Linked DNA regions of Mus musculus: regions 1, 3, 4 and 5 are each linked to region 2. The links are chromatin contacts, called in public promoter capture Hi-C maps. All regions are on one chromosome and are shown on one strand. Each heading gives the region's core, a stretch centred on a gene start, on an enhancer-like site or on the middle of the called end of the contact. The rest is flanking DNA. Distances are from core to core; before and after follow the strand shown. Region 1 holds the start of Mlst8 (MTOR associated protein, LST8 homolog (S. cerevisiae)). Region 2 holds the start of Tmem204 (transmembrane protein 204). Region 3 overlaps Lmf1 (lipase maturation factor 1). Region 4 holds the start of Pkd1 (polycystin 1, transient receptor poteintial channel interacting). Region 5 holds the start of E4f1 (E4F transcription factor 1).

The links. Promoter capture Hi-C pulls out the DNA fragments that hold promoters and counts their contacts.
Region 1: a contact with region 2 is called in a promoter capture Hi-C map of fetal liver, with 5 times the contacts expected there. The contact joins the promoter of Mlst8 here to the promoter of Tmem204 in region 2. A contact is called at or near these places in 7 of 39 promoter capture datasets (embryonic stem cells, fetal liver, hippocampal neurons and 3 more) and 1 of 115 datasets of contacts at active chromatin or transcription factors (pancreatic cancer cells).
Region 3: a contact with region 2 is called in a promoter capture Hi-C map of liver, with 2.4 times the contacts expected there. The contact joins the enhancer-like site here to the promoter of Tmem204 in region 2. A contact is called at or near these places in 5 of 39 promoter capture datasets (HPC-7-derived erythroid cells, embryonic stem cells, liver and 2 more).
Region 4: a promoter capture Hi-C map of liver shows a contact between it and region 2, with 2.2 times the contacts expected there. The contact joins the promoter of Pkd1 here to the promoter of Tmem204 in region 2. A contact is called at or near these places in 2 of 39 promoter capture datasets (liver and stem cell-derived epiblast-like cells).
Region 5: a contact with region 2 is called in a promoter capture Hi-C map of liver, with 2.2 times the contacts expected there. The contact joins the promoter of E4f1 here to the promoter of Tmem204 in region 2. A contact is called at or near these places in 2 of 39 promoter capture datasets (liver and stem cell-derived epiblast-like cells).

Annotation. Positions count from the first base shown.
Region 1 is chr17:24,476,768-24,481,124 of GRCm38.p6, forward strand. Mlst8 (MTOR associated protein, LST8 homolog (S. cerevisiae)) reads right to left here and starts at 2,311. Exons shown (of 9, transcript NM_001252464.1): 1 at 2,245-2,311; 2 at 1,553-1,691; 3 at 1,344-1,395; 4 at 1,096-1,258; 5 at 663-738; 6 at 414-566. The coding sequence starts at 1,681.
Region 2 is chr17:25,079,460-25,084,324 of GRCm38.p6, forward strand. It overlaps Tmem204 (transmembrane protein 204), which reads right to left and starts at 1,655. Exons shown (of 3, transcript NM_001001183.1): 1 at 805-1,655. The coding sequence starts at 1,084. All of the region lies in intron 18 of Ift140 (intraflagellar transport 140), which reads left to right.
Region 3 is chr17:25,646,996-25,651,766 of GRCm38.p6, forward strand. All of the region lies in intron 6 of Lmf1 (lipase maturation factor 1), which reads left to right. Among named protein-coding and RNA genes, the nearest start is that of Gm22645, 45 kb to the right of the region's middle. Within about 2 kb of position 1,801, at least 9 of the 459 cell types and tissues checked have an H3K27ac peak or open chromatin away from gene starts, as enhancers often do. A contact at or near this core is called in liver, where this site is marked.
Region 4 is chr17:24,547,239-24,551,968 of GRCm38.p6, forward strand. It overlaps Pkd1 (polycystin 1, transient receptor poteintial channel interacting), which reads left to right and starts at 2,712. Exons shown (of 46, transcript NM_013630.2): 1 at 2,712-3,239. The coding sequence starts at 3,025. LOC115488769 (a long non-coding RNA gene) reads left to right here and starts at 3,246. Exons shown (of 2, transcript XR_003952238.1): 1 at 3,246-4,730.
Region 5 is chr17:24,453,356-24,457,617 of GRCm38.p6, forward strand. It overlaps E4f1 (E4F transcription factor 1), which reads right to left and starts at 2,037. Exons shown (of 14, transcript NM_001301784.1): 1 at 1,780-2,037. The coding sequence starts at 1,933.

The DNA of each region.
Region 1 (4,357 bases), core at 1,061-3,560, 600 kb before region 2:
AAAAGGAAAATAGGAGACTAGAGATGAGAGCAGGGCCCAAACTAAAGCATCCACAGTCCATGAGGAGTTGCTTCTTAAGGTCTCAGAACAGTGCAGCTTGCCAGGAAGACTAAAGGATACTTGCATGGTTGAAGGGGGGCAGAACAGGCATCCCAGGAAGGCCACAGAGAAACTTATTAGTGTCAAGGATGAGCAAAGCCATGGACTGGAACACGAAAGGAGAAATAACTGGCCCTGATGGGTGGGGCTATGGCAGACCGCAAGGTGGACATGAGGAGTGGTACCCAGGTGCCTGACTTTGGGAGCTGGGTGGAAGCTCAGGGAGGCCTGAGAGAGAACCAGGGAGTCAACTCAAGTGCAGAAGATAAGGGGCTAGGTGCCAAGATGCCCCCGGAGCCACTCCCAGCACTCACGGCACTATTGACGGCTGCCATGTAGCTAGCATCTGGGTCGATGTGAGCAGACGTGATGGAAGACTCAGGCTCGGGAATCAGCTGCTCATTGTGGTCTGTCTTCAGGTCCCAGATGTGGATAGCACCGCTCTGATCACCCACAATGAGTTCTGCCTAGGATGTAGGGGAGGGAGGTGAAATGTAGCAATACTCTTGTCCTCTAAAGTCCCCACCCCACCCCTGACACCTGGCCCCATGAGCATTCCTCACCTGGTTGGGATGCAGACACACGCAATTAATGGGTGCGTTCACCTGGAAGATACGCTGACACTGCAAGTTCCGGGACCTGTGGGGAGTTAAGGTTACACATGGCTTCTAATGGATTTGATCCATGCCTCTACCAAAAGCCCCCATTCTCTGCTCAAAGGAGTTGCTTCTACCTTAGGAGAAATGGTTGTGAAGTTTAGCTCTTTCTCCACAAGCTTGAGGTCAGTGAAAAGGGAAGGAAAGTCTGGCCCCCTAGCCTCAAGGCAAGGCTAGCTCTCTGATGTAATTCTATTCTGCTTTCTACCTTCCCTCCATCGCCCGCTCAACCCCTCTTGCACTAAGACTAACTGATTGCAGAATAGCCTGCCCACAGACAATCCCCTGGCCTGCCCACTCCCCGGGCAGCCGTCCTCTTCAGCCCAACACACAACACCACCTGAGGTCCCAGATGCGAGCTGTGCAGTCCTCGCCACCTGTATACATCCAGCGACCATCCTCGTGAAAGCCCACTGATGCAATGTTCTTACTGACTCCGTCATAACTGATGATGGGGTTGGGGTTATTGGAGTTGAGATCATACATGCGGATATGTTGGTAACCTAGGGACACAGGGGGAATTGAAGCATGGGTGTGCCAGGTAGAACTACGGCCAGTAAAGGGTCAGAGGTCGAGAATCTCAGGTACCTGCAGCAGCAATCATGCTTCGGTCCGGAGTAATCTCCAATGCATTTACCTGCTGAGCATGTTAAGGATAACAGGAAGAGAACCCAGAGAGGGAAACCTTGGGGCTACAAGGCCATCAAGACCTCCACCACCTGGCCTGAGTTTCCCCAAACACATATCATTCATACTTAATTCTGGCCAGCACCATCCTGCTGCCAAGAGGAGGATACAGAGTCCTGATGCTGCACTGTTCGAGTGCAGATTCCACTGTGAGCCTGCCAAAAGCGCACCGTGTGGTCATAGCCTGCAGTTGCTAAGATGACAGGGTCACTGCCCACTGTGCCTGGGGTGGTATTCATTGTTTGATGGCTGGAGAAAAAAAATGAGACCTGCACTGGGCCAAGAGGTGATAAGTAAGGTCCAAAGGTCAAAACGTTTGGAGAGAAAAGATGTACGCATAACAATCTGCACACTACAGTGTACCGGTATTAACTTCACTTTAAAACTAAGAAAAATAAGAGTGTTCAGGGTCACGCTGACAGTCTCAAAAAAAAAGACTCCGGCTACTTTGCTCCCGGGAGAGTGTTCCTTCAGCTTCACCCTCACGCTTGGAGACGCCACCTCGCCAGCAGCCAGCAGGAGGCAGTCACACGCAGAAGGCCATCGCCCGGGCGCCGTCTCTCGCAAGGGTAGGCAACGCATGCGCATGGCGACTAAGGAAAAGCCCGGCACTGCTGCTGCTGAGCATGCGTAGTTGACCGGCACTGGGATCGGATGGGTGGGGGCGCTATCTGGCAGGACCCCCGCGCTCCCCAGTGCTCTGCACACCGCCCTGGCTCTGTGTTACCGGCCCGATTACCCCGACCGCACTCTCCTAGCCACCCAGTGGTCGGTAGCAGCCCTCATCCCGTGTCCCCCGTACCTTAACACACGCTCTGCACTCTGCCTTAGTCCAGGACGGCGAGGCGAGGAGGAGCTAGTCGATAGAAGCCGGGCCGAGCGTAGAGCTATCGATAGTAACTCCGGGCGAGACCATGGGTCCGGGGAGTGGGGGAGTTGAAAGGGATACCAGAGTTCTGAGACGAAGAACTCCAGAAGTGATCGTGCTCAGAATGGCCATCAGCCGCGACGCCACCCTTCAACTCACTGGGAACTACAGCCATGGTACTGCTGCCTATTTTCCAGACTTGGCTCCCAGAAGGAATTACACTGTCGTCGTCCCTCCACCCCCCGCAGACATACACAATCACCTACCCTACCAACCAAGCTAGAATTTCTAGGTAATGCAAAATTTTCAGATAAAAATCATTTTTTCTTTTCTTTTTTCCTTCCTTCCTAGCTTTTCTCTCTTTCCTTCTTTCTTTCTTTCTTTCTTTCTTTCTTTCTTTCTTTCTTAATTTCTTAATTTCTTAATTTCTCTCTCTCTCTTTTTCTTTTAGTATAGGCATATCTCAAACACTGTACTAAAAGAATTACTTTCTTACAAGAAGTTTGAATGCAACTGGGCAGTCTGTTACTTCTATTTGCTTTATCTGGTAGCCATAGTCTAGACCCTTTCAGCCTGATCCTGAGGGCACATAAGCTAGCCCAGAAACTCGTTTAAAACTGCAGACTCTCATGCCTCCATTTTTTAAAATTTTTAATAATACTTTTTATTTAACCCAATATATAAAAATATTCTTTTAACACATTCAACATAAATATTTTGTGCTTTTTTATTTTAAACTGAAATATAGTGTGCATCATGTTCTTGTGAATAGTTTCAATTTAGACTAGATAGATACATTACAAGCACTCAACAGCTTTATGTGTCTACTAAATAACATTGAACAGATAGGTGTAGAACATCTGATTCAAGAACAGCAAATTAGCCGGGTGGTGGTGGCGGCGCAGCCTTTAATCCCAGCACTTGGGAGGCAGAGGCATATAGGAGAGAATAATATTTATATTCCTAGCTGGGGAAAGCCTAGCTGGAATATAAATATTATTCTCTCCTATATTACATCCCAACTGCAGTTTCCTCTTCCTCCCCTCCCCCAAGCCTCTCCTCTCCTCTCTCCTCTCTCCCAGATTCACCCCACCACCACCACCACCAAGTACTTCCCCTCAGGAAAGAGCAGGCCTCCCAGGGACATCAACCAAACACACACAAGCTACAATAAAACCAGGCACATACTATCACTTTAAAGCTGAAAGAGGCAACCCAGCAAGAGGAGAAGGATCTCAGGCAGCAGAGTCAGGGACAGCCCAGCCCTGTTAGGATTCCAGAACACCAAGCTTATATGCAGAGGACCTAGGTCAGAGCCTTAGCAGCTCTCTGACTCTGCAAGACCCCAGGAGGTCCACCGGCCCCTCTGTGTTCTTGTGGTGTTCCTGACCCCTCTAGTTCTTCTAATCCCCCCCCCCTCCTCTGCAGGACTCCAAACTCCGCCTAGTATTTGGTTGTGGCACTCTGCATCTGTCCCCATCAGTGGCTAGGTGAAGTCTCTCTGGTCTCTTGGTGACAATTCTGCTATCATGCCTCCATTTTTATTACCCAGCTCTACAAAGTTGTCCTTGCTTTCTCATGATCTCTTCCCACTGCACCAGTAGATGGGGCTGCAACCCCCTTTCCCTCTAGCCACAGAGAGGGTAAGTCCAGCTCCTTAGCCAAGGCCGGTTCCCCTGTCTACACACCCAGGTTCCTGGTCATAGACACCCTCTTCCTATATCTCTCCCCAGTCCCTGTTTTACCTCCTTAGCATATTTTTAATATGGATTTTTGGTTTGGTTGCTCTGTAGACCAGGCTAACCTCGAACTCAAGAGAACTGCCAGCCTCTACCTCCCAAGTGCTTGGATTAAATGCATGGGCACAGACTCCCTCCTAGGTGTGTTTTGTATGTTTGTTTGTTTGTTTGTTTGTTTTTCTTTTTTTTTTCGAGACAGGGTTTCTCTGTATAGCCCTGGCTGTTCTGGAACTCACTTTGTAGACCAGGCTGGCCTTGAACTCAGAAATCCGCCTGCCTCTGCCTCCTGAATGCTGGGATTTAAGGCG
Region 2 (4,865 bases), core at 405-2,904:
ATTGCTCAGGATTTCCAGGAAGTCCCCTTACACTGAACAGATGTTCACCTACGTCGCATGCTTTCTAAAGACCAGCGTCATCTCCCGACAGCCGCCATCTGACCTGTAGCCTCCAAGGCAGTTTGTAGGAGACTGGGTACTTGTTAGACAGACCCTCTTGTCTGCTTTAGGGGGTCATTACCAGGAAAGAACTCACATGTCAGCAGATGTGTCGATTTTAGATTGCATCCTCATATTTATGAGGCCCTTTATTCTCGTACTCTCAAACAGTGCATGCTATTTAAAGAGACGTTTCCAACTCCCAGGGTAGTGCATAGACCCCAGAACAAGAGAGCTGGGAAAGGAAAAGGCCACCATGGGCGTCAGGGAGGTAACACTCTGCCCTTTGCTGCTCTGTGCCTCCTCTGGTCTCCCGGACATCCCAGCCAGAGTCTCCTGCACTGTCCGAAAGGCCCTGACCACCTCAGCCGTTAAGACAGAACTCAGCCACATGTTCTCACACTTCTTGTTTTCCTTATTAAGTAATATTTCTTTCTAACCAAGGAAAAATGACTTGCTTTGATTAGGATACCCATCTTTCATCCTTCAGCCACATGTAATGGCAGAGAAGGAGCCTCCAGCCACGGGAGTGACTTCTTGTGAAGGAAGCCACAGACAGAGTCTAAGCTGAACAGTGGAGCTCTGTAGCGTTGCTTGTCAGGGTGGGCAGGAGGTGCAGGTTCCCTGCTGCCACCCTCAGCATGGACGGACACAACCTCCCCTCACCTAACCACTGGAAGGTGACAGAAAAATAACAAGACTTACGTTTGACGGTGCCTCGGGACTCCTGGAAACCTGCTGATTCCGAGCCCCATCCTAGAACCTCACAGTCATGGGTGTCCACCTGCCCAGTTCGAGTCCCAGGGCTTGTGACTCCCTTACCCCTGTCCACCAGCCAGCAAGACTTCCACAGCCCCACACTCCGCTTGCGTCCGTCCTCCAGCGTCTGGTACACCCAATTGGGGGTGAAGGCTGCTGCGTTGTTGAGGATGAGGGAGACCAGGGCCACCAGCACAGCGGTGGCCACAAGCTTCTGGAGAGTCATCTCTGACTTCCAGGACTGTCTATCTCGGAGAGTTCCAAGTCCCAGTCAGCCGCTGTGCATCCAGAGAAAGCCAAGATGCTGCTAGGGGTGGCTAGAGGACATCAGCACTCATCCTTGGGAAGCTATGCGGCAGCTCCAGCCCGGCACAGGAGGATGTCGCCCATGGGACGGGTCCAAGAGAGCTACTCACAGCCCTGTCTTAGCCTGCCTCTTGAGCCTGGAGCAGGGACAAGCCTGTGCTGAAGCTGGTCTCCCCAAGACCCATTCCAGGGAGAAATCTGGGGCACTGGCTGCACCAGCGAGAATCCAGAGTTGTAAGTGGGTCGTCTTCTTTGGAACAGAGGCCAGGGAGGCTGTGTCCACAGTGCCTCTTGCCTACAGCAGTGGAAAATGGACAGCAACTCGGGAGGCAGGCACAGCGTGGGAATCAGCCAGGTTACGCGCCTCAGAACGGGCTGTGGGAGCCAGTCTGATGGAGGAACAGGGTTGTGGACGCAGTGTGGGTTTGGCCACCTCTCTGCTATGTATCCCGTCTTGGTATCTCTGCCACAAATGGCAGGTCCTGAAAAGCAGAACGCCTGCCACAAGGAAGCATGTGTATGCGCGTATGTGTGTGAGCTCCCGTTTCCCTGTCTCTCAGCAGAGAGGAAATGGTTGTTTTTGAGGCTGTTTTTGGTGAGCAGGAGGGCGTAGCCAACTGCAACAAATAGCAGCCCTGCCACAGAGCCAGACACTAACAGGATGTGCTTCCTGATGGGAAAGGCCTGGGGAGACTTCAGAGGCCTGCTCCAGCCCACCACTGGCTGCCCCTCCCCATCTTCCTGTCCCATAGGAATAGTCAGGGATGCCAGCCAGGACACTCATCTTCTTACCTGTTGCCGTCAAACCTAGCCAGCTGTGCTAGGTCCCGGACCAGGGGATGCTGCAGACAGCACGGGCAGGCAGAATCCTCAGGGACTAGGTGTCCATCCATCCATCCATCCATCCATCCATCCATTGCCTAAGGCATGATAGGTGCTGTGAATCCCCAATGTCTAAAGCAGTGGTTCTCAGTCTGTAGGTCATGACCTCTTTGGGGGTCAAATGACCCTTTTACACGGGTCACCTGAGACCATCAGAAAACACAGATATTTGCATTAGAATTCATAACAATAGCAAAATTACAGTTGTGAAATAGCAACAAACTAATTTTATGGTTGGGGGTCACCACAACATGTGGAACTAATGGCAGGACAGAGTAAGGTGTAGAGGCACCTGAGGCAGGCCACCATCTGCTGACAGAGATCCATTCACCTCAAGGGAGCAAGTGTACTCAGACCTTACAAGGAAGGGGAACCTTGAGGAACCTCTGCAAGGGGTTGTTCTTGGGCTGGCAAGAAAAGGTGGGATTCTGTAAGGGGTTGTGCCACCAAGCAGGCTGGATAGCTGATGTGACTTCTGAGCAGCCAAGTTTGCTTACTAGCAAAGTGCTCGCTCCCCTGAGGCTGGACAGAGCGACTGTACATTTGCTCTCCTTCCTCATAGCGCTTCAGCTCTGGTAAATAAAAGCCACCAGGTCTGAGACTGTGTCCCGCCTCCAGAGCCTCCCACCAGGGTTCCAGAGCTGCATAAATGAACACAAGAACGCAGGAGCTGTGGGCTGAACCATCTCAAACACACGTACTGCACCGCACCGCACCGGGCAGGATTGGGACAGCCTGGTGCTGACTAGTGCACTGGCCGGGACAGGCCGGAACCGACCTTTCCTGTCTTCATGAACTGACATGCTGGGCCACCCCCTACTTCCTAGTGTGGCTGCCTTCAATCACACGTTCCCATATATAGTCAGGCTCCTGGCACTCCTTAAGTTTACATTCCAAAAGGCAAGGACTCTGTCTCTGTCCAGCCTTTTGACTGTCAGCAGTTCTGAGAATGTAAGTCCTCTGAGGAATAATATGATTTTTCACCCTCAAGTTTGTAGCAAGTGTCATTGTGGCTTATTTATATTTTTTATTCTTATTGCTCAGGGCCTGAAGGAAATTTACGCTTCATTCCAGGTCTCTGGGCCAGCCTCCCTGTGGGGTATGTTCTAAGTAGGAGGGACTTGACAAGCCGTGTGGGGTGCCATCTACCCTCAGCTTGTGCTATGACTCCGAAGGCACTTAAGTGGTACAGCTGTCATTGTTTCTGCCTGTGCCTCCCCCCAGAGGCAGAATTAGGGTGCAACATCTCCTACACAACACTTCAGAGATGAAATATTTGAAAGGAAGGTCTCCCAAAGTCTCCGTTAAGAGAACATCTATTTTCCTCCTTTATTTTTTGGGTGGTTAGTAAATGGCTAATTCCCGGTGAGAACCGAGAAGCTGTGTTAAGATTCTCTAACTCTCAAACTGATGACATCCTCCTGTCTCAGCATTGTACAGCTGGCCCTGAAGGCTGCAGGACACGTGTGGGCATCTCAGGGAGGGAAGGCCCTTGCACCAGTTCTGGCTTTGACTTTCCTGAGCTGGGTGGGGAGGAAACCAGGGCCCTGATCCCCACCTGTGCTTCTAGGAACTTTTATTTGCAGGTGTCTGTCCCCTAAACCATCTGCCTATCTGTGTAGGAGGGGAAGCAGGGAGAGATGGACTTAGGAGGGTCCTCTCGTGAGATATGAAGCTCCTGTGTAGGAGGGGAAGCAGGGAGAGATGGAGTTAGGAGGGTCCTCTCTTGAGATATGAAGCTCCGGTGTGGCTGGTAGGAAATCTCTCACCCAGAGGGTTGACCTTTCTGCTGTCTGTTGCCCTGAGTCAGACCTTACATTGTTACTGGAGCTGCATGCTCATCCAGCCCCCACCCCCAGCACTGTGCCACCGCCATGGATTCTCAAGCACACACACACACACACACACACACCCATAGTCGAGAGGAGCATCACAAACGTAGCTCAGCCTAGCTGGTCCCCGACTTGCTCACTCAGGACAGGTCCAGCTGAGTGTAGGTCCTCCCAGAAAGCAGTAGAGGGAGCCAAGCCAGCTCCCTCTGTGGCCACATCTGCTTCTCATCCAGGCGCCTGTAAGCTGATGAAGTACAGATGTGATTCCTCTCCACAGTGTAACTCAGACAACAGGAAATTCTCAAGACTTGGACAGGGCTGAGAGGGTGTTTACTTCTTAGAATCTCTGCCAGATGCACAAATCCCAGAACTCGACACCGGAGTTAGAGCTGTCCTGTCCTTGGAGCAAAGTTGTCAGGGAGTTGTGTACAGAGAATGTCAGGAATCTGGTGGGAGTTGAGATGGTTCTGGACCAGACGCAGCCGCAGAGAACGTAGTGTGCATCTGTGGAGAAGGCTGGCAGCCATTTCTTGGGCCCAGGCTCTTGTAGCAGCTGAGACCTGACCCTCTGCATATTTGATGCACAAAGACCTCAGCCCAGTACAAGAAGGCCTTTGCTGGCATTTAAGGAGCCTTCCTCCCAAATTCATCCTGCCTGGCACAGCCTCCTCAGATCTGTTTGGTCCAGAGGCCTTTGTGAAAATAGTGGACATTTGAGTGGTGTCACATATAGGGACAGGGAGGCCCAGCAACACCAAGAAAAGGCTCAGTGTCCCACTCAATGAAAGGACCAGGCATTCGCCTTGTGCCCACCCTCCTGCTGAGCAAAAAAGAGCCAGGGTGCACACCAGCCAGCTTTCTCTCCAGGCCGGTGACTACAGTCATTTAGATTGTGTTCCAAACCCTGGAAATGGGTGTGTATATACCTGTTGCTTTCTAGACAGTGCAGAAAGAAGCAGGGGGGCTGCTCAGAGAAGCAGAGGCAGC
Region 3 (4,771 bases), core at 551-3,050, 570 kb after region 2:
TCCTTGCATCTCCCTATGGCTTAACTGCTCATATCTCCTCAGAGCCAGCATCTCCGGGGAGTACCTGTTTCCCACGAGTTTTCTGAAGGCCACAGACAGTGCTAATCTTGAGATGACAAAAAAATATGCCCTACTGGCCCCCACACCTAGACCCACCCTGCCTGGGAAGCAGGGCCATCCAGCTGGATGGACCGGACACGGGGGAAGAGCCAGAGCCTCAAGTGTGTCTCCATCTTGTTCTGACCCATGTATAAGGTTGGGTAGAGTAGTGGGGATGCTTTTGGACCTGATGGCCTAGAAAGGAAGTTGGTGCCTAGACCGGCCCTTCCAGAATATCACCCAGAGCCCCAGGGAGTGAGGACCAAGACAGGCACATGTGTTGCACACTAAGCACCCAGGGATGTTTGCAGAGACCAGGACTGGGAATCACTTCCTGCAGAGCCAGCTGCACAGGTACGAGAAACAGGTATCAAAAGTCCACATCTGGGCATAGCAGATACCTTGAGTGCTGGGGTCTCCTGGGGTTCAGGTGTCTTCTCTTCCTTGTGTACAAGGGGCTGTGCAGCAAGCTTCTCCCAGCAACCCCCATGTGGTAGACCCCAGAAAATGAAAAAGCCTACACCACACCCTCCAGGACCTACCAACCATCTTGAACCACTATTAACTCCTGTAGTCCTTGCAGGGACAGCAAGACATCCCCAGTGTTTATTCTGTCAAGTAGGGGATCCCTGGTTAGCAGTTTCCACCTGACTCTCGTGGTGGAGAACATGGAACTGGCCACATCGAGTCTAGAGGGAATGGAGCTATGCAGGGCTATGGCTTCTCCCCAGTCCTGGTCCCATGTCCCCAGATCCCGCTGAGACACTTCCTGCCCACTAGGATTGGTCTGAGCAGTGCATGGCCTTAACCATCCCAGGAGCCTGTGTGGAAGGTGTTGGGCGTGACTGCATGCTCTTGACCATGCAGCGCTGTGGCACCTGAGTGCAGCCTGGTGTGGAGCCGCACTGCTCCCACTCTGACCCACCGGTTCCTGTGTTCCTTCCTGTGGGCCAGAGCTTGAGTTCACTCACTTCCTCCCACACTCGGTTTACACAGCTGCTCCTAGGATCCCTGCATGGCCGCAGGAGGGGATGACCCCGGAAGGGGCGGTATGCTCAGCCTCCGCTGCTGAGCCAGGTCAGGACATCCGAGGCCCACCATGGTATCAGTCCTCACCAAGGAACAAGAAGGAGGTGGGGTTGGGCCTGAGACTCAGCAATAGGAAGGCAGGAAAGGATCTTGGGAGAGTCAGATTTTGAGGTTGAATCTACTTTATTAAGGCCTCATGGGGCTACCCGGATTCCTTGAGAGTACACACGTCTTCTGTGGAAGGTCCCTGTGACTACAGACATGTCCTCTGTGGAAGGTTCCTGTGACTGCATGCATGTCCTCTATAGAAGGTCCCTGGACTGCATGGACTGCATGCATGTCCTCTGTGGAAGGTCCCTGTGACTGCCTACATGTCCTCTGTGGAAGGTCCCTGTGATTGTATGCATGACCTCTGTGGAAGGTCCTTATGACCACATGCATATCCCCCGGAAGGTCCTCTCAAGCTCCTGCCTTTCCTATGGAAGCCTGCCTGCAAGAATGTGTCCTCCGTGGTAACTGCAAGCCCAGCAGGGACATCAGAAATCCCCCCTCTTCCTTTTGGGGTCATGTTGCATCTGCCTGGAACATCTGCTGTAGCCTCTCTGGGGCTAAATACCACCAACACACGTTCATCTTCCTCTGCCGTCCCCGAGCCTCACCCACTCCAGGCCGGTCATCTGCAGAGCGCACTGAGAGCTCGCTGAGGACTCTGCCGGCCAGGGGTAAACACAGATGGGCTGTGACGAGATTCATTTCCCTCAGAGGAAAAGGCAGCGGTGACGCTAGGAGGAAAACAAGTAAGATAAGGTCCCTTTGGAGCACTTGGACCGAGTGTGTGCTGCATGATGAATTCCAGTCTTACTGAACAAATAGGCCATGTGGGGAGGGGACTCTGAACTGCGTGGGCTGAGCGGGCCTGACCTCTGGGCTCAGTCACCATCTGTCCACCTGGGTGAAGTGTCACAGGCTCTCCTCAGTGCTTTATTAGAAACAGGATTCCACCTGGTGACAGTTAACCTGCGTTGTCACCTTGGCTCTAGGTGACAAATCCACTCCAGGAGACAAATGCCTGAGCGTGTCTGTGAGGATGTTTCAGAGAGAATTAATTGAGGAGGAAAGGTCCCACCACCCTGAACACGGGTCGCACCATCCCACAGGCATGAGCCCCAGACTAGATGAAATGGGAAGAGGGAGAACAGAGAGCTGGGCACCAGCATCCATCTCTCTCTGCCTCCTGACCACAGGCAGAATGTGCCCAGCCACCTTGACTTCCATGCTTTCCCCTCCTTGATGGACTGCACGTCCTCCAACTGTGAGCCAAACCCTTCCCTCCTTCAGTTGCTTTTGTTGGCTTTTCCACAACAGGTACATACAAAGTGGGCTCTGTGACACTTGGTTCTCTGGGATTTCCCACCTGAGTACGGGGAGTTTTGAAAATAGGTTCATACCAGTGGCCCCCACCAACAAGGCCATGAGCTCAGGGAGGGTCTATGACATTCAGAGCTCCCCGGGCATGCAACCATGGCTGTCAGGCAGCTGAGGAGGCCTCATGCAGTGCAAGGTCCCAGCCTCACGGGAGCAGGAGCAGACAAACATCTGCAGCAGATGGACATGGCATCTCAGCAAAGTGGTTAGTCAGAGCCTCACCTCGAGGTGCTGAGGTGCAGCCTCCCTGCTCAGGAGCTAGAGATGATTTGAATTGCCTGAGGTGGCTACCAGCAGAAAGAAAACAGTGACTACTGAGGACTCAGTCACCAACTGTCACCCTCAAGAAGGTGCCGACTACAGCTTTCAAGGCAACAGGTTCTGCCTTGCAGGCAAGACTGCAGCCCAGTAGGATGTCCAGTGACCATGTAGTGGCTGGGTGCCACCTGAGGCCCTCCCTCCAGCAACCTTAAGCAGCACCTGCAGACACACTGAGCGCCTGAACAGCACTTTTCTATGCCTTGCTTCCCATGAAAATAACCATGACTGGGGAAAGAAGGAATAAAGGTTGCCATGTGCCCCTGGAAGCTAAGTGGGGGGGATCCTGGCACAGAAGTGTGCGCCATAGACAGTCCACAGAGGAGAAGCCAACAGGGCACACAGATAAGAGAGGAGCAGCAACCCAGCCTGTTGCACCATGGGAAGTCTTAGGATCTTCGACCTGTGAGCTAGGAACTCAAGAAGGCTGGTAGTCGGGGCCCAGTCCAAACTCAAGGACCAAGAACCAGGAAAGGCGGTTGTCTCCATGCTGGCTTTATCCACGGACCAGGGACACCCACAGGCCTGAGCAGGAAGAGGTGGCATCCGGCCCTGGGAGTAGAGATGGGCCTTTCCTGGACCCTCTTGTTCTTTCCAGACCCTTGGTGGGTGGGTGATGCCCAGGGCAATGGGTAGAGCATCATCGTTCCGGCTGGTTTTCAAATGCTTCTGGACCTGCACAGACACCCCCGAAACAGTGCTCCATCAGCTAGCTGGAAGTCAGGCTCCCACATACGATGCTTATTCTATTATATCAAAGTGAGCCAAGCACTCAGCACACACCTGTAACCTCACCCACAGGAAACTGACAAAGGAGGTTTGGGATTTTGAGGACAACCTGGGCCTAGAGACCTTGTCTCAAAAAAACGGAGCTCTGTGATACAGGCTAATTTGTATACCCATTGTTTTCAGTGATCACAGTCATGATACATTCTTTATTATTGTAAAGAATTTTAAAGACTTAAAAATTTTAAAGATTTTTTTAAAAAATATATGTATAAGGTTGGGGGGAGGGGGGTTGTGCACATGTGAGTGCAGATGCTGCAGAGTCCAGAAGAGGGCGCCAGAAGCCCCAGAGCTGGAGTTACAGGCAGGTTTAAGCTGCATACTGTGAGCTAGGTCCTTTACAGCAGCAGGGAGTGCTCGTTACCGGTGAGCTGTTTCTCCAACGGCCTAAATTCGGATTTGCATTTCACCGTTTTAGCACTGTGCACTGGTTAGCTCCACACTTACACAGAGTCAGGCTCTGCCTGAAGAGGGTTTCATTTTGTTCTTTTTAGTTACTAGATGGGCATCTCTCACTTAAAAAAAAAAACAAAAAACAAAACAAACAAACAAACAACCAAAAACAGGGTCTCACTATGTAGAGCAGGCTGACCTCAGACTCAGAGCTCTGCCTCCCGAGTGCTGGGATCAAAGGCATGTGCCACCACACCCAGCTCACTGGGTTTTGGTGGGGGGGGTTGTTGTTTGTTTTTGTTCGGTTGTTTTTTGTTTTGTTAAGATAGACTCTCTCGTGTAGTTGAGGCTAGCTTTAAACTTGCAGCCCTTGTGCGCCTCTTCCTGAGTTCTGGGACATGCACCACCACGCCCAGCACCTCACACCTCACTGCTTGAATGAGGGTGTCCTTCCCTCATTCTCTATCACACCTCTCTCCAACTGTGTGGTTCCCCCGTTCTCCATCACTCCTCCTAGCTGTGTGGTTCCCCCATTCTCCATCACCCCTCCTAGCTGTGTGGTTCCCCCGTTCTCCATCACTCCTCCTAGCTGTGTGGTTCCCCCGTTCTCCATCACTCCTCCTCCTCTTAGCTGTGTGGTTCCCCCGTTCTCCATCACTCCTCCTTCTAGCTGTGTGGTTCCCCCGTTCTCCATCACTCCTCCTCCTAGCTGTGTGGTTCC
Region 4 (4,730 bases), core at 1,462-3,961, 530 kb before region 2:
AGGGTTACAGAGTGTGCCACCACTGTGCCTAGCCCTATAAAATAAATTATATATATATATAATTTGGTGGTATATGCCTTTAATCCCAGCAGAGGCAGGAAGATCTCTGTGAGTTTGAGGCCAGCCTGGCTACACAAAGAAACCCTGTCTTGAAAAACAACAGCCGGGCAGTGGTGGCACACGCCTTTAATCCCAGCACTCAGGAGGCAGAGGCAGGCGGATTTCTGAGTTTGAGGCCAGCCTGGTCTACAAAGTGAGTTCCAGGACAGCCAGGGCTATACAGAGAAACCCTGTCTCAAAAAACAAACAAAACAAAAACAAAACTATTGCTGTGTGAAGTGGTGTACACCGTTAGTTCCAGCACTCTAAAGGCAGAGGGAGGTAGGTTTCTGTGAGTTCAAGGTCAGCCTGGTTCACATAGGGATCAGCCAGGGCTACATGGTGAAATATTGTCTAAAAATTAAAAAAAAAAAACACAAAACTTGCCTTATCTGTAAAGCATAACTGTTAATCAGATATGATGGTTTAAACCTGTAACCCCAACATTCAGGAGGCTGAGGCAGGAATTGTCTTAAGTCTGAGGCCGAGCCTGGGCTACAGTGTGAGAAAAATACAACAAAACAAAAAACCCCAAATGAGTTAGATGTGGGGGAGAGCATGCCTTTAATCTGGAGGCAAAAGCAGGTTCATATCTGAGCTCCAGGCCAGCTAGGGCTATCTAGTGAGATGTTGTCCGAACCTGCATGCATGAACACACACATGCACACACATACTAACATAAAATTGAGATACGATTCCCCAAGCGTGATATCTAGTATTGTTTTTAAGAATATTTAAGCCAAGCCTGGTGTCACTACTCATTAATCCCAGCTCTCAGGAGGCAGAGGTAGGTAGATGATCTCTGTGAGTTTAAGGCCAGCCTGGTCTACAGAATGAGTTGTAGGACATCCAGGACCACTATACAGTCAAACCCTGCCTCAGAAAATTAAAAAAAAAGTTATGTTTTTTGTATGGGTATTTGTTATTCTCATCCATGAAGGAGCTGAGAGAGGTTAAAAGGGTGTCCTTGGAAGTCCTGTGAGAAATTAATTAAGTAGTCTGGTCAGGAGCTTTTAGGAACCTCTCACTCTAGAGTACTGGCCTGAGAAGCGCATGCTACCATGCATGCTCTGTGAGTTGGTTTTGTTTGTTTGTTTGTTTTTCGAGACAGGGTTTCTCTGTGTAGCCCTGGCTTTCCTGGAACTCACTCTGTAGACCAGGCTGGCCTTGGACTCAGAAATCTGCCTGCCCCTGCCTCCTGAGTACTGGGATTAAAGGCGTGTGCCACCTCACCCGGCTTCTGTGCGTTTCAATATATTTAATAAGGCTGTTCATTCACTCGTCTAATTACGGAACAAACATGCTTATTGGCCCCAAAGAACGTCCCACCCCTTTCCTCCAGTCTCAAGGCACTCATCAACTTCCTGTCTTTGTGGACTTTTCTCTCCCTTTTTAATTTAATTTTTCTTTCCCTTTTTGAATATTTCCTGTGTAGTTCTTGGTATTTGGACGTCTAAACATTTTTTTCAAGGATTACTCCCCGGTGCTATGGTTGGAGTCTTTTCTCTCAATTTAATTTTGTCTTTAGCTCCTGCGCACAAGGATCTACAGTACCTGGAGACTGAAGCCTGAGATGGAGCTGCTTGGCGGGTGGGCGGGTGGTACAGCGTCTCCCCAGCACCTCCGCAGGGTGGTCTGCGCGGAGTGGTGGAGGGCACGGCGCTAAACTGCACCCACTCCAGGTGAGCTCAATCTCATGCATCACTTCTGAGCCTCTGCAGCATGCTCTGGCAGAGGTCCATGATATGACGCAGCAAGTATTTATTGACTCAGGTCGGCGGTACTCTCCAGGGTCAGAGAAGACTTGCGAAGTGGAAGCTCGCACAGCTGGCACCCAGAAACTGTAGGTCGCAGGGTTTTTTGTTTTGTTTTGTTTTTTTAATTTATTATCAGTGTAGAGCGCATGCTATGGCCAGGGTGTTGCGGCCAGAGGACAACTTTGTATAAGTTGGATTTGTGTACGTGGATTTCGGGAGAGGACTCAGCTGATTAGGCTTCCTTTATCCGCTAACCGACCCCCCACCTCCACAGGGTTTCTCGGTATATCCCTAGCTGTCCTGGAACTCACTCTGTAGACCAAGCTGGGCTCTGAACTCAGAGATCCACCTGCCTCTGCCACCCGAGTATTGGGATTAAAGTCTTTGCCACCACCACCCAGTGCTGAGCCCTCTCTTCTGCACCTACTAGTGTTTTTAATATTGTGACTGTTGATTGCAGAAGGCTAGGAGCGAAGAAACCTACTGACTCCAAGAAGGCCTCAACAGCCAGAGGACTTCAAGGGGGAACTCGGGAAAGCAGGGTGAATAGCCATAAGCTCTCCAGCCGTTGTGGGTAGGGGACAGCCTAAGCGGGCAGCTGCTCAAACCGCAGCCTGACTCGGGGCTCGAAACGCCGCAGCAGAGGGGGCGGAGCTTCCTCCACCTTCAAGCCTGGTCTGCAGCAGACCCAGCGGTGCAGAAGGCGGGGCCTCCGGAGGACTCCCCTCCCGTGAGACCCCGCCCACCAAGGCTCACGCTCACTGGGCGGAGCCTCTGAGGGCGCCCTTCCTTCAGGCCCCGCCTACTGCAGGATCTGCAATGAAGAGGGCGGAGCCTGTGAAGGCCTTCTCTTCATCCAGTCCCACCTACAGCCAACTTGGAAGCGCAGGGGCGGAGTCTGAGGGCGCCCCGCCCCACGCCGGAGGTGGGGGAGGAGGAGGAGCTGGCGCTGGGTCTGCAGTGCAGCGCGAATGCGCGAGCAGGCGGCCAAGGCCCTGAGGTGCGGCCTGCCCCAGAGCGCTGAGCAGCTGTCGCACCGCAGACGGGCCACGGCCGCCGCGGCATTCAGCCCCGTGCCGCACCATGAGGTCCGCGGGCCCCTCCTGAACTGCGGCTGCCGGCGCAAGGGGCCTCGGGGAACCGGGGCCATGCGCGGGCTGCGCTGACGATGCCGCTCGGCGCGCCTGCTCTCCTGGCGCTGGCCCTAGGCCTGGGCCTGTGGCTCGGAGCGCTGGCCGGAGACCCTGGGCGCGGCTGCGGGCCTTGCCCGCTCCCCTGCTTTTGCGGCCCTGCGCCCGACGCCGCCTGCCGCGTCAATTGCTCCGGCCGCTGGCTGCAGACGCTAGGGCCGAGTCTGCGCATCCCGGCTGACGCCACCGCGCTGTGAGTAGCTGCGCCGAGGCAGTGCAGGCGGGCAGGCGGTTGCCATGGCGGCGGGCGGCCTGGCTAGAGCATCATGACTGGGTCCGGCGGGAGCAGGGCTGAGGTAGATAGAGCCCTTCTGGAGCTTTGCCGGGCTGTCGGCCGCAGAGCGTGGGCGCGGTCCTGAGCTCGGGCCGCAAGACGCAGCGGGGCCTGGCCGCTCCTAGGGCGAGGCTCCAGCAGGGATGTCGGCCCGACTAAATAAGGAAAACCTTGGACCTCAGCCGGCGTGACCCAGAAGAGTAGCCAAAAATCCCAGTTCCTACGAAGACTGACGTTTTACGTTGCGGGGCTCCTCAAACAGGAGCTACAACAGTGCGTGGGGCGTGGTAGGAGGTTGCGGAATAAACGTTAATTAGAGACTAATTGAGGTGTATCCTGGGGTTGGAGATTTCTGTTGGGGCTCAGAGCTGGCCTCTAGGGGAAGAGTCTCGACAAGAATTTTATGGATGTGTAAGAATTGACTATGTTTAAGGGACAAAAGGTTGGTCCAGCGGCCTGGCCTGAGGTTGGCCACACATAGTGACTGCTGGAGAAGTGTTAGGGAGTAGAGGGTGTGATGGATGTGGGCCTCTAGTGGTACTTAGGGAGGGGAAATTGCCAGGAGGGGTTAAAACATTTGCCATTTCGGCAGTTTTGCCTTCTGAAAGTAACAGGCAAATCTCACTGAGAGATCAACATCTTGAACCAGGCTTAACTAGTCTCTTTTTATAGATTATCACACTTAATTCTTAGTCCAGTTCTCTGGCGTAGAGCCAGACCTCTGTTTTACAGGTGAGGAAAGAAGCTTGGAGATGCGATGTATTTTCAAGGTATCACAGCCTAGACATCATAGCTTAGGTTTGGACCTTTGCAGTGTTGGCAACCAGGGTTGGATCAAAAATGTTAAGAGGAGATTGCAGACTGCAGTAATTTGTCTCAGGATTAACTGATTCCAACCGGTTTTTTTTTTGTTTTGTTTTGTTTTGTTTTTGTTTTTTTCCCCCAAGACAGGGTTTCTCTGTATAGCCCTGGCTGTCCTGGAGCTCACTCTGTAATCCAGGCTGTCCTGGAACTCAGAAATCCGCCTGCCTTTGCCTCCCGAGTGCTGGGATTAAAGGTGTGCACCACCACTGCCCGGCTGATTCCAACCTCTTAGACTTCCTGGGCACTTCAGCCACAGTAGTTCTTGCTGCAATTCCCTCAGGAACTTGTTAAAGTAGAAATGGTCCCTTTCACTGGTTTTTATAATGGGCTTGGTGACTTCACCCTAGTATGGAGCTGAGATTTGGGTTCCTATGATTGTGTTCCTTGACCACTGTAGCATTTGTGGTGCAGCTGTCTCTGGAGATGGATCCCCTTTTGCTATCTAATAGGATCCACAGAATTGCATCTGATCCAGATTTATGGATGCTATGAATGAGGGCACTTCTTTCTCTCTGCTACCTGGTATCTGTAGGAGTCAGGTCCAGC
Region 5 (4,262 bases), core at 787-3,286, 630 kb before region 2:
AGATGACTTAGTTTATCCTAGAGAGATTACTAGGGTTCAAGGTCACTGAGCTGAGCCAGCCAGACTCAAGCTTCCAAAACAGTCTGTCTTGTTTCCACTGTCTTATAGTCAGTCCCACATCAAAGTCAAACCCAGCCTGGGACAAGGAGGAGTCAATGACAAATTAATGATCAAATAAAAGGTCAAACCCAAGCTATGACTGGCCCATAGGCCACCTGAAAGAGGGTGGTGCCCTCCACTCTGCTCACACAAACTAAACACCGAAGAGCCTTACCCCTCCCACCCCACTCATTTAGAGTCTGACTCAGCACCAAAATGTTGATACTCAAAGAGTCCCTGACCCAGAAAAGGACACACCTATCCCATTTCACACTAAGACCATAAACCAGAGGTTCTCAACAGGTGGGTCCCGACCCCTTGGGGTTGCTACCAAATATCTACATTACAAATCAGCACAGTAGCAAACTTGCGGTTATGAAGTAGCAACAAAACAACTTTCCGGTTGGGAGTTCCAGAATATAAGGAACTGTATTAAAGGATGGAAGTATTAGGAAGTCTGAGAACCAATGTCATAAGTAGACCCAAGAACCTACAAGCATATGCCTTTATCCCAGCAATGGGGAGACTGAGTCAGGACCATCTCTGTGAGTTCAAGGCCAGCCAAATCTACATAGTGAGACCCTGTCTTTAAAAAACAAAAACAAAAACCAGGAACTCAGCTGGATAGTGGTGGCTCATGCCTTTAATCCCAGCACTTGGGAAGCAGAGGCAAGCAGATTTTTGAGTTCGAGGCCAACCTGGTCTACAGAGTGAGTTCCAGGACAGCCAGAACTATACAAACACTGTCTCAAACAAACAAACAAACAAACAAACAAACAAAAAACCTAGAAACTCCAAAGAGTTCCCTGAGACGGTAACTGACTCTCTCCAAGCTGAAATAAGGGAAAAAAAAATTACAGTGGGACTGAGTTCTTTCATGACAAAGAGCAGCAATATACCAGTAATACTTGTCAAACCACTTCCTGTCTGATCAAATCTACAGCTCCGTGGAACTAATGCACAGGAGATACCCAAACCACCTCTAAAAAATATCAGCACCTAGAGACGTAATCCTTGGTGCCAACACAGCCCTCGGCATACAGACACGATTTTAACTCTTTGCCATACTCCTAGGAAAAATTAAAGGGTTTAAGAGAGGAGTTACAGCCCCGGCTCCAATCTGATCCTTGACAGGAACCAGATGGACGACCTTGAACCTCAATTATCTCCATCTCTGAAGTGAATAGTAGTAATGATAGTTCGCCTTTCGAGCTTGGTTTAAGTAATGGTACAAGTCGGATTGAGCGGGGGGTGTTCCGCACATTCTTGGAAGCGTTGCTCCACCCCGTAGGGAAGGCCCAGGTCCTCAGTGGGGCGGTGCCGCCTCCCCAGGTCAGGTCCCTAATCCCTGTCTGACAGAGCGGCCCCGCCTCCAGTCTCCAGCTCCGCCCGAACTAAGGCCCGAGTGGCAGAGGAGAAGCAGAAGCTAGGGCTGATGGGCGCTGAAGAGGAGCGAGCGATGTTTGTTTGGCCAGATCGACCCCAAGGGGCTGGAGAAATGGGCTCCCTGTGAGCCTCTGCATCTGGCCCAACGGGTTAGAGGCAGTCCGAAGGGAAACCTGTGAGAGTTGTGAAGGTTTACAGACACTCGAGTAGCCAGGATCCGGGCGAGACCGTACACCGCAGCCCGGACAGAGCCGCCCGCACCCCGGCCGCACCAGGCTTCGGTAGGCTCGTTACCTTCCTCGCTGAAGGGCGCTGGGAGCCCAAGGAAGCCGCCGGAGGACAAGGCCGCCGCCGCCGCAACCCCGCCCTCGCCCGCTTCACGCCCGGCTTCGGCCCGGGCTTCTGCCGTATGAGCGGCCGTCACCCGCACTGCCATCGCGCCCTCCATGTCGCAACGCGCCACAGGAAGATGGCGGATTTACGACCATGTCGTCATAACAACGGGCCGCACCGAGGGCTGCGTGTCCGACAGGCAGGGGGCGGGACAAAAACGAATTTGACGGACAGGCAAAAAGGCGGGGCTATGGGTTGCGGTCTAGCGCGTCAGTAGAGGTGGAGCTTGGCTCTTTGAGAGCCATCAGCGCCAGACATCAGGGCGGAAGTGGGCGTGGCTTGTGTTAAATTGGCAGGACTTGGTCCAAAGTGAACTATCCGTGGAGTAAGAACTCTCCCTTTCTCTCACTTTTTTAAAAAAAGATTTATTTACTTTATGTATATGAGTACATGTACAGCTGGTTGTGAGCCTTCATATGGTTGTTGGGAATTGAATTTTTAGGACCTCTGCTTGCTCCGGTTGCTCTGGTTGCCCCACTTGCTCAGGTCAACTCCACTTGCTCAGTCCCTGCTCGCTCAGGCCTAAAGATTTATTCATTAAGTACACTGTAGCTATCTTCAGACGCATCAGAAGAGGGCGTCAGATCTCTTTACAGGTGGTTGTGAGCCACCATGTGGTTGCTGGAATTTGAACTCAGGACCTTCAAAAGAGCAGTCAGTGTTCTTAACCGCTGAGCCATCTCTCCAACCCCTTCTCTCACTTTTTTGTTTTGTTTTTTTAATGTAGTATGGTTTGTCTGCATACATGTCTGTGCACCACGTGCATGCCTAGCGCCCGTGGGGCCCAGAAGAGGGTGTCTGACCTGGAACTGGAATTACAGATGAAGTTACATGTAGGTGTTGGGAAATGAACCTAGATACACAGCCAATGTGTTCTTAGCCGCCCAGAGAATCTGAACTCTTTAGGGTTGCTACCCAATATAGAATCCTGGACTCAGACCTGGGTTGCAATGTCAGAATTTCCTGGGCATGAGAAAGAACTCCATTTGGAGATAGTTCGAGTGCTCCTTTCCAAAGACTTTTTTTGTAAAGATTTATTTTATGTATAGGAGTACACTGTAGCTGTACAGATGGTTGTGAGCCTTCATGTGGTTGTTGGATATTGAATTTAGGACCTCTGCTTGCTCTAGTCAACCTCGCTCATTCAGTCTGTACTCACTCTGGCCCAAAGATTATTTATTATAAGTACACTGTAGCTGTCTTCAGACACAACAAAAGAGGGCGTCAGATCTCATTACAGGTGGTTGTGAGCCACCATGTGGTTGCTGGGATTTGAACTCAGGACCTTCAGAACAGTCAGTGCTCTTACCCACTGAGCCAGCGAGCCAGCCCCAAGACTTTTATTCGGTATATGAAAAGTATTGAAAAGTATACATAAAAGTGACCATTTGTGACATTTAGTACACCGACTGAGTTGAGCGCTTATCACCAAAATTGGTTAACTGATTGGTTCATTGGTCGATTTGAGACAGGGTCTGGCTTTGTAGCTCCCTGTGGCCAGTAACTCGGTGGCCCCGGTAACTTGGTGCTGGGAATATGCCTGACTTAGTTCTAGAACATTTTCATCATCAAAACCTGTACTGACTGTAGCTCATTTTGGTAGCCAGCTCACCTATCAAGCACAAAATGAATAAAATAAAATAAAAAATGAACAGAGTATCTCAGGTTAATCCCAACATTTGGGGGATGATCCTTAGCTAAATAGGGAGTTCAAAGCCAGCCTAAGACATAAGAGAAGGGGGAGAAGAGAGAGAAACAGAAAGTGAGTTATTGAATAATATTGAAATGCATCGTATAAACAATGCATTTATATTTCATTTACAGTCAACTTGTATCTATCATTTTGGCTAATATAAAGTGTTGCTCTGAACATTCTTGTATAATTTGCTTTTATATTTTTGTATTGTTTCCAAGTCCCTTTTATTTATTTTTATTTCTTTATTTTCCTTCTCACTCTGGCCCCACTTGCTCTGGCCCAAAGATTGATTGATTTATTTATTTATTTATTTATTTATTTATTTATTTATTTATTTATTTATTATATGTAAGTACACTGTAGCTGACTTCAGACACACCAGAAGAGGGCATCAGATCTCATTAGAGGTGGTTGTGAGTCACCATGTGGTTGCTAGAATTTGAACTCAGGACCTTCAGAAGAGCAGTCAGTGCTCTTACCCGCCTAGCCATCTTTCCAGCAGGCCCTGGAAGGGATTTTTTATAAACTCAGTCATGGGCCGAAAGGGTGGCTCATGGGTCAAGAGCACTTAATGCTCTTGCAAAAGACCAGAGTTTGGTTCCTAGCTCCCATATAGTGGTTGACAATTGCCTGTAACTTCAATTTCAGGGTATCTGATGCTCTCTTCTGACGTCTGTTGGCACATACA